Linked DNA regions of Triticum aestivum: region 1 is linked to region 2. Evidence: chromatin contacts called from public Hi-C data. All regions are on one chromosome and are shown on one strand. Each heading gives the region's core, a stretch centred on a gene start, on an enhancer-like site or on the middle of the called end of the contact. The rest is flanking DNA. Distances are from core to core; before and after follow the strand shown.

What was found. Hi-C and Micro-C count contacts between places; a contact is called where the count stands out from the background.
Region 1: a contact with region 2 is called in a Hi-C map of an unstated tissue, with 10 times the contacts expected there. The contact joins the promoter of LOC123167372 here to the enhancer-like site in region 2. A contact is called at or near these places in 5 of 5 Hi-C or Micro-C datasets (leaf, root and an unstated tissue).

What each region holds. Positions count from the first base shown.
Region 1 is chr7D:409,152,763-409,155,823 of IWGSC CS RefSeq v2.1, forward strand. It overlaps LOC123167372 (serine/threonine-protein kinase-like protein CCR4), which reads right to left and starts at 1,273. Exons shown (of 1, transcript XM_044585215.1): 1 at 1-1,273. The coding sequence starts at 948.
Region 2 is chr7D:408,981,041-408,984,241 of IWGSC CS RefSeq v2.1, forward strand. No RefSeq gene overlaps it. Among protein-coding and RNA genes, the nearest start is that of LOC123165310, 8.3 kb to the left of the region's middle. Within about 2 kb of position 1,716, at least 1 of the 8 cell types and tissues checked has an H3K27ac peak or open chromatin away from gene starts, as enhancers often do.

The DNA.
Region 1 (3,061 bases), core at 23-2,522, 170 kb after region 2:
GTCGTTCCCCCAGCAGACGACGGAGTAGTTGCTCGTCATGACGGCACACACCGTGTCGCCGTCGGCCTCGATGGAGACGAAGGTGGTGTGCGTGTACTCCTCCGGCACCTTCACGCCCCAGCACCTCACCGTGCCGTTCCCGGCGAGTATGCACGTGGTGTTGCGGCCGAGCGCCATGGCCATCATGTCGGCCGGCAGCTCGTCGAGACGGACCGTGGGGTTCCCGTCGCCCCAGCACACGAGGCCGCCCAGCTTGTCCACGGCGCAGGCGTGGCGGCGCCCAGCGGCGACCGTCTGGAACGTGACAGCAACCCCGTCGGCCGTGAACTGGGGCGTCGGCGGCATGCGGCCGCCGTAGCACCTCATGGCGGTGTCGTTGCCCTTGACGATGCCGCAGAGGAAGTCCTGGCCGAGGGCGATGAGGGAGAAGTCGAGGCCCTTGGGGAGGTCGAGGCCGGGCCACTCCCAGCAGGTGGGGTCGTGGTCGTCGGAGAGGCCGCAGACGTGCGGGCCGCCGGCGGACATGGAGCGGAGCGAGGGGCCCCAGTAGATGCGCCGGCCTACGGGGCGAGACCGCCTGGCCTGCTCCTCCTCGGAGAAGGACCACCAGCGCATGGCGGCGTGGCCGCCGACGGGCGCCATGAGGCCGCAGAGGAAGTCCTTGCCGGCGGCGATGGCGTTGAAGGGGATGTCAGCCGACGGGTAGGACGTGAGGCCGCCGTCGGGCATGGACTTGCACTGGAGCTTGGAGTTGCCGCCGCCATCCTCGTTGACCCTGTCGATGATGAGGGCGCAGACGAGCGTGCTGTTGGCGGTGTGGGAGATGGCGACGGTGGAGAACTGGCGCGGCGACGGCGGCGCGGCGCCCGCGGCGACGGCGAGGAGGAAGGCGAGCACGAGGAGGCGCGTTGTGCTGGTGGCGAGGCCGGGGCGGCGAGACATTAGCATTGAGAGGCAGAGGGAGGAGACGACATGGATGTATGGATGGAGCTCGGGAGCTCGGGTTTGGTTCGGTTTGCTTGGATTTGATTTCTCGCTTGGTGGCTTGGCTTTCTGTTTCGGGGTTGTAGGTGGGTGGATGGATGGATCGACGGAGAACGAGTCGAGTACACCGCGTCCGCGTTGGGTTTCGTTGGGTTGGGTTGGTTTTACTTTTATATTTTAGTCATGCTATACGGAGTAGATTAATTCAGAAATGTGTGTGTGTGATTGTGATGATGGATCGATGATGAGGTGAGGGAGGTTGTTTTGGTTTGGTTTGGTAGACTTGACTAGGTCCGTTGAAATTCAAGTGTCAATGCTAGCTTGTGAGTTTCTCCTCCGTCACTTTGGTGCCTGGCTTAGCTAGCTCTCTAGCTGCTGCTTAGTTCCAAAACCACAATGATTGCCGGATGGATTATCGGTTACTGGAAGCAAATTAGTGCATAACCACTTAGCAGGGCATCTTTTTATTTTTGGGGGGAATTATCAGGGCATCTCTAACAGCAGAGAAGCAATACTATTCTCTCTTTTTCTTTTCACTATTCTCTTGTGCTTTCCGCATTATACTAAAATCTTTTTCTTTTTGCAAAACATACTGAAAACTTGTTATACTACAATACTCAAAACTTTCGATCTATTCATCTCCCATCATGGCAATACAGCGAATACCAGAAATAATAAAAATTGCATCTCGATCCGTAGACCACCTAGCAACGACTACAAGTACTAAAGCGAGCCGAAGACGCGCCGCCGTCTTCGCCCCTCCCTCATCGGAGTCGGGTAAAACTTGTTGAGTAGACAGTAGGGAAGTCGTCATGCTAAGGCCCCATAGGACTAGCACACCAGAACATCAATCGCCTGTTAAAGTTAGCGTAGATCAGAAAAATTCAACCTAAAAACACATGAACATAGAGGAACTATGACCAGATCCGAGCAAATCCATCAAGGACAGATCCGTCAGAGACACACCTCGACACGCCCACCGAAGATGCTAGACACACCACCGGGATAGCGGCTAGGCAAGGAAAACCTTATTCCATCTTCAGGGAGCCGTCATCGTCTCGTCTTCCTGAGCAGGACACAAACCTAACAAAACTCGAAGAACATCTAAAAATGAAACCCTCCGGCAAGGGCCGGGATCCACCACGCCACCATGGCCCTAGGCCACCGGAGACGAGGCGGATCGGCGGCGCCGACGGGAGGCGGAGAAACCCTAGCCTTTTTTCGGGGAGGCCTTCTGTAGGCTTGGCCTCTAATTATAGTAGTAGGTTGTTCCTTAGTGTGTTTTCTAATAATTAATGGTTGTATTAACCCTGAACATGTTCTAGTTAAAATGGCATTGGAAAAAGAATGATAAATACAGATGTCATATTGAAGATGGAATCATCCGTCATGGACATGGAGAGATCATACTTTCATTCACCAAGAGGAACTCAGCAAGTGTCAGAGCAACTCCAACTCCAACGGGTCGATCCAAATGGACGGCGCATTTATCCGCTTTTTGTCCGTTTAGGTCGGCCGCCCGGCCGGCGTCTGCCCAATTTTGCATTTGGGTCGGCAGTGCGTTCAACACATCGACCCATTTTATGTCCGCACTCAACTTTAAAAAAGGCATGCGGCCACAGATCATGCCGGCACCATGCCAGCGTCGGCATACATTGCCGGCTTCAAAAAATATCACCGTAGTTCATGCGCCACATGCTGGCGCACTCGCCAGCGGCTGGCACACACGTCAGCACACAAAAAATGGGGTGGGACTTGAGTTCGACCACGCCATCGCGGCCTCGTGGTCATGCCAGCATGCAAGCCGGCATACAAAAAAGGAAGGCGCTCGCGGCCACGGCATCACTCGTCGGGGAAATTGAGCATGTCGGCTTGCATCTTCTCGAACCACGGCCTCTTCCTTGGTGACACGGTGTTGAGATCCACCTTCATGATCTTCACCCCAGTCATCATGCTCGCGAGCGTCACTTCTTTCGCCTTGGTCTTGGCGTTGGCGGCCTCGATCTCCAGCATCTTGGCTTGCTTCTCCGCCTCCATCTCAAGCTGCTTGGCTTGCATCTCTACGTCCATCTCAAGC
Region 2 (3,201 bases), core at 466-2,965:
GCCTCAGCACACAGCGACCGACCTCAGGCCGCAACTCCGGCTCGCCGCGCCTCCAGCCCTCCGCCGGGAAGAAGATACTACCCTCCCTGTTCGCCGGACGCCAGCTCTCTCCCTCATACCGGTCCATCTCGAGAGAGGTGACGACAACGGAGACGGCTATGGCAGATCTGGAGAGAGGAGAAGGTGAGATCGAGAGAGAGCTAGGGTTTTCCCCGAATCGGGCTGAATTGGGGATTTTGACCAGGGAGGGGATGCACAATTTGCAAAAAGACCCTTCACATAGATCCTGACAGTGGGCCATACGCTGAGTCAGCAAGCCACGTCGGCCCCGTAACGGCTCACAATAGGGAAGTGACCAATTCGCTCATAAAGCAAATCAAACTAACCAATTCTCCATATTTTGAGACTTGTGTGACCAATGTGCTTATCTCGCGAGAGTTCAGTGCCGAACGGTGCGTTTATCTCTTTTGTGAAAGTCATGTTTTCACTGCCTGAGTTTTACACCGCATCATTTGTCGGAGTTCAATACAAGTACTTCTTGGCAGAAAAAGGTGTTGAGGCCATGTACACTGAACCAGACTCTTCTTGCAGTTGAAATGCTGCTTCTGGACATTCATCATACCAGACTTGGAAGGTGTCTTAATTTCTTCACCCCCATGGCCCACACAAGCAAAAAAGGAAGCTGATTTTTCTTCCAGCATTTTGTCCTTGTAGAAGTCCTAGACATAACTTTGGCAATTTTTTTGGGGCGATTTTGTCACCTCTATTTTGAAACAAAACAACTGTCAGGAGAAATTTCGTTGTCTCTGGAACCTTGTTGCTGCTGACGCTCGCGTTGCTGCGAGTTTTGTCCACTTTTTTGAACAAAACAATTGCCAGGACAAATTTCTGTTGTCACCTCTTTTGTTTCGAAACAAAACAATTGTCAGGAGAAATTTCGTCGTCTCTGGAACCTTGTTGCTGCTGACGCTCGCGTCGCGGCGAGTTTGTCCGCTGCTCAGATATGAAAACGAGAGTTTTATCTTCCTTTTGTTGTCTTCTGCAGGACCCTGTCTAGTCTTTGACTGTGCTTTCTGACATATATGGAAGAAAAATAGAAAATAAGTGGTAACTGATGTCCCAGTTTCTCTTTATTTTCAAGCCAACTCACAGCTTGCTGGTACTAGTAATAGAGATATCACCCATGAGGACATTACAAAATTTGCCACATGTGGCACATGTTGCCGCTGAAGGTCTGTCGAGGTCAGCTCTCCCCATAAAATCGACGAAAAGGAAAAACCCGATGACGTCGCGAAAGGAAAGGAAAAACAGTTCCCTTTTTCCCTGGTTAAATTGGTGGCGCACACACATGATCCCCGTGAAAGGGTTGAGAGGTTGGCATGTCAATTCAGGAGGCCGTGCGGTGTGGATCAAGACGCGCTGCTGCATAGGGAAAAGGAGTAAAGGAAGAAAACGTCTTGGGTTCCTGACTTGGCTTGTGAGGCAGAATTCGTATCTCAGACCACATTATGAACATGATACCGTTTTTCTTCTTTCTTTCTTTTGCTTTTGTATATGTTTCTTGTTGCAGGGAATGAACGGTGGGCCGACCGCCGTGGAATCGCAATGTCAATGGCGTGGCAGAACATATCGATAAAAGCGCCTTGTTTTTCTCGCCGCGCGTGTTGTGAGCAAGGAATTATACAAGGATCAGTGGAGGATGGGACCTGAATTGGTCATTCAAGGTGCATTTTTCCGAGAGAAAACTAAATAAATATCCTTGTGAGCGAATTTGGCATGGTCCATTTCTTGCAGGTAACAATTATTATTATCAGTTGATTGTCTTCTATCAATATAAGATACGCATTGCTCATGCGTATTCTAGAAAGAAAAAAAATTACCAGTTGATTGTGCATTGCTTGGACGATCAGGCATAGTAGGGGTATTTACCTACCCAGCTTATGAGGTAAGGCTATCGAGTCGAGTCCAGTAGTTACCTACCGTTGAGATGTGACCCTCCTAATAACCTGGAAAGTTACGTTGCCTGAAGCTTTCGTCTTTTCTTCCCAATCTTACGCCACCAGTGCCCCCTTTTTCCAGGCCATTTGGCAGCGGCCGGTTTCCCTTTCCCGGATTAATTGCTGGTGGCCGTGCACCTTCTTCTTCCCGCCGGTTTCATTGCAGGTTTGGAGAGAACTGAAAAGGACCAGTGATATACTATAGCTTTCACGTATTTTTCACAGCATGATTGATTGGTTCCTTCCAGTTTCTTCAACAACAACAACAACAAAAATGCTTCTTAATTCCCTGCATATATACTGGTAACTACTAGTCATGCTTCTAGAAGAGATGGATGGATGGATTGGATGACAAGCTGCACTTGCACCATGCATCATATTCATATCATCATATGCATATGCATGCAGTTTGATGGACAGCCATCTGGTCTGATGGGTCTCAGAGAAGGAAACGCTGCTGGTCTGGTTTGGTGCGATCTCATGTGTGTGCTTGGAGAGTTGACACGGATGCAGCAAGCTTGGCAGACACACCATCAAAGAAACTTTTTTCCCACTTTCCCCATCGTGCGGCCTCCCAGTCTCAAATCTTTTCGTGATCTTGACATGAGAAAAAGGGAGTCCACCGGGTCGAAGCAGTCGCTTGTTGGGAAATGCGCACGACGATATATGCGCATTTCGCCGTCTTTCGTTTCACATTTTCACCTGCGTGTAAAAAGGCGTCATGATTCACCAACTTGACTGTAGTGTAGGCAGGTTATTCTCAGTTTGGTCTGATGAACCTGGAGCTGGCTGGTTGGTTAGACGGTCGCCATGAACTGTTGCATGTGTGCACGGCACAGGGGAAAAAAGAAGCTGTGATTTAGATGGGGTTGATGGGATTCAGTTTGGTGTGAGGATTTTTTTCTCATGACAGGTGCAGCAGCTATCATGTGTGCAGCCAGGAACTTGCATTGGCTGCCCGCTGCCGCCTACCTAACCTTACCTTTGATGCTCATGTGTATGGTAAAATATACTCCCTCCGTTCCTAAATATAAGTCTTTGTAGAGATTTCACTAGATGGACCACATACGGAGCATAATGGACGAATCTACACTTAAAATGCATCTATATACATCCGTATGTGGTTCATAGTGAAATCTCTACAAAGACTTAAATTTAGGAACGGAGGGAGTAGTAGTATCATCGTAACGCTGTTGATATCTGA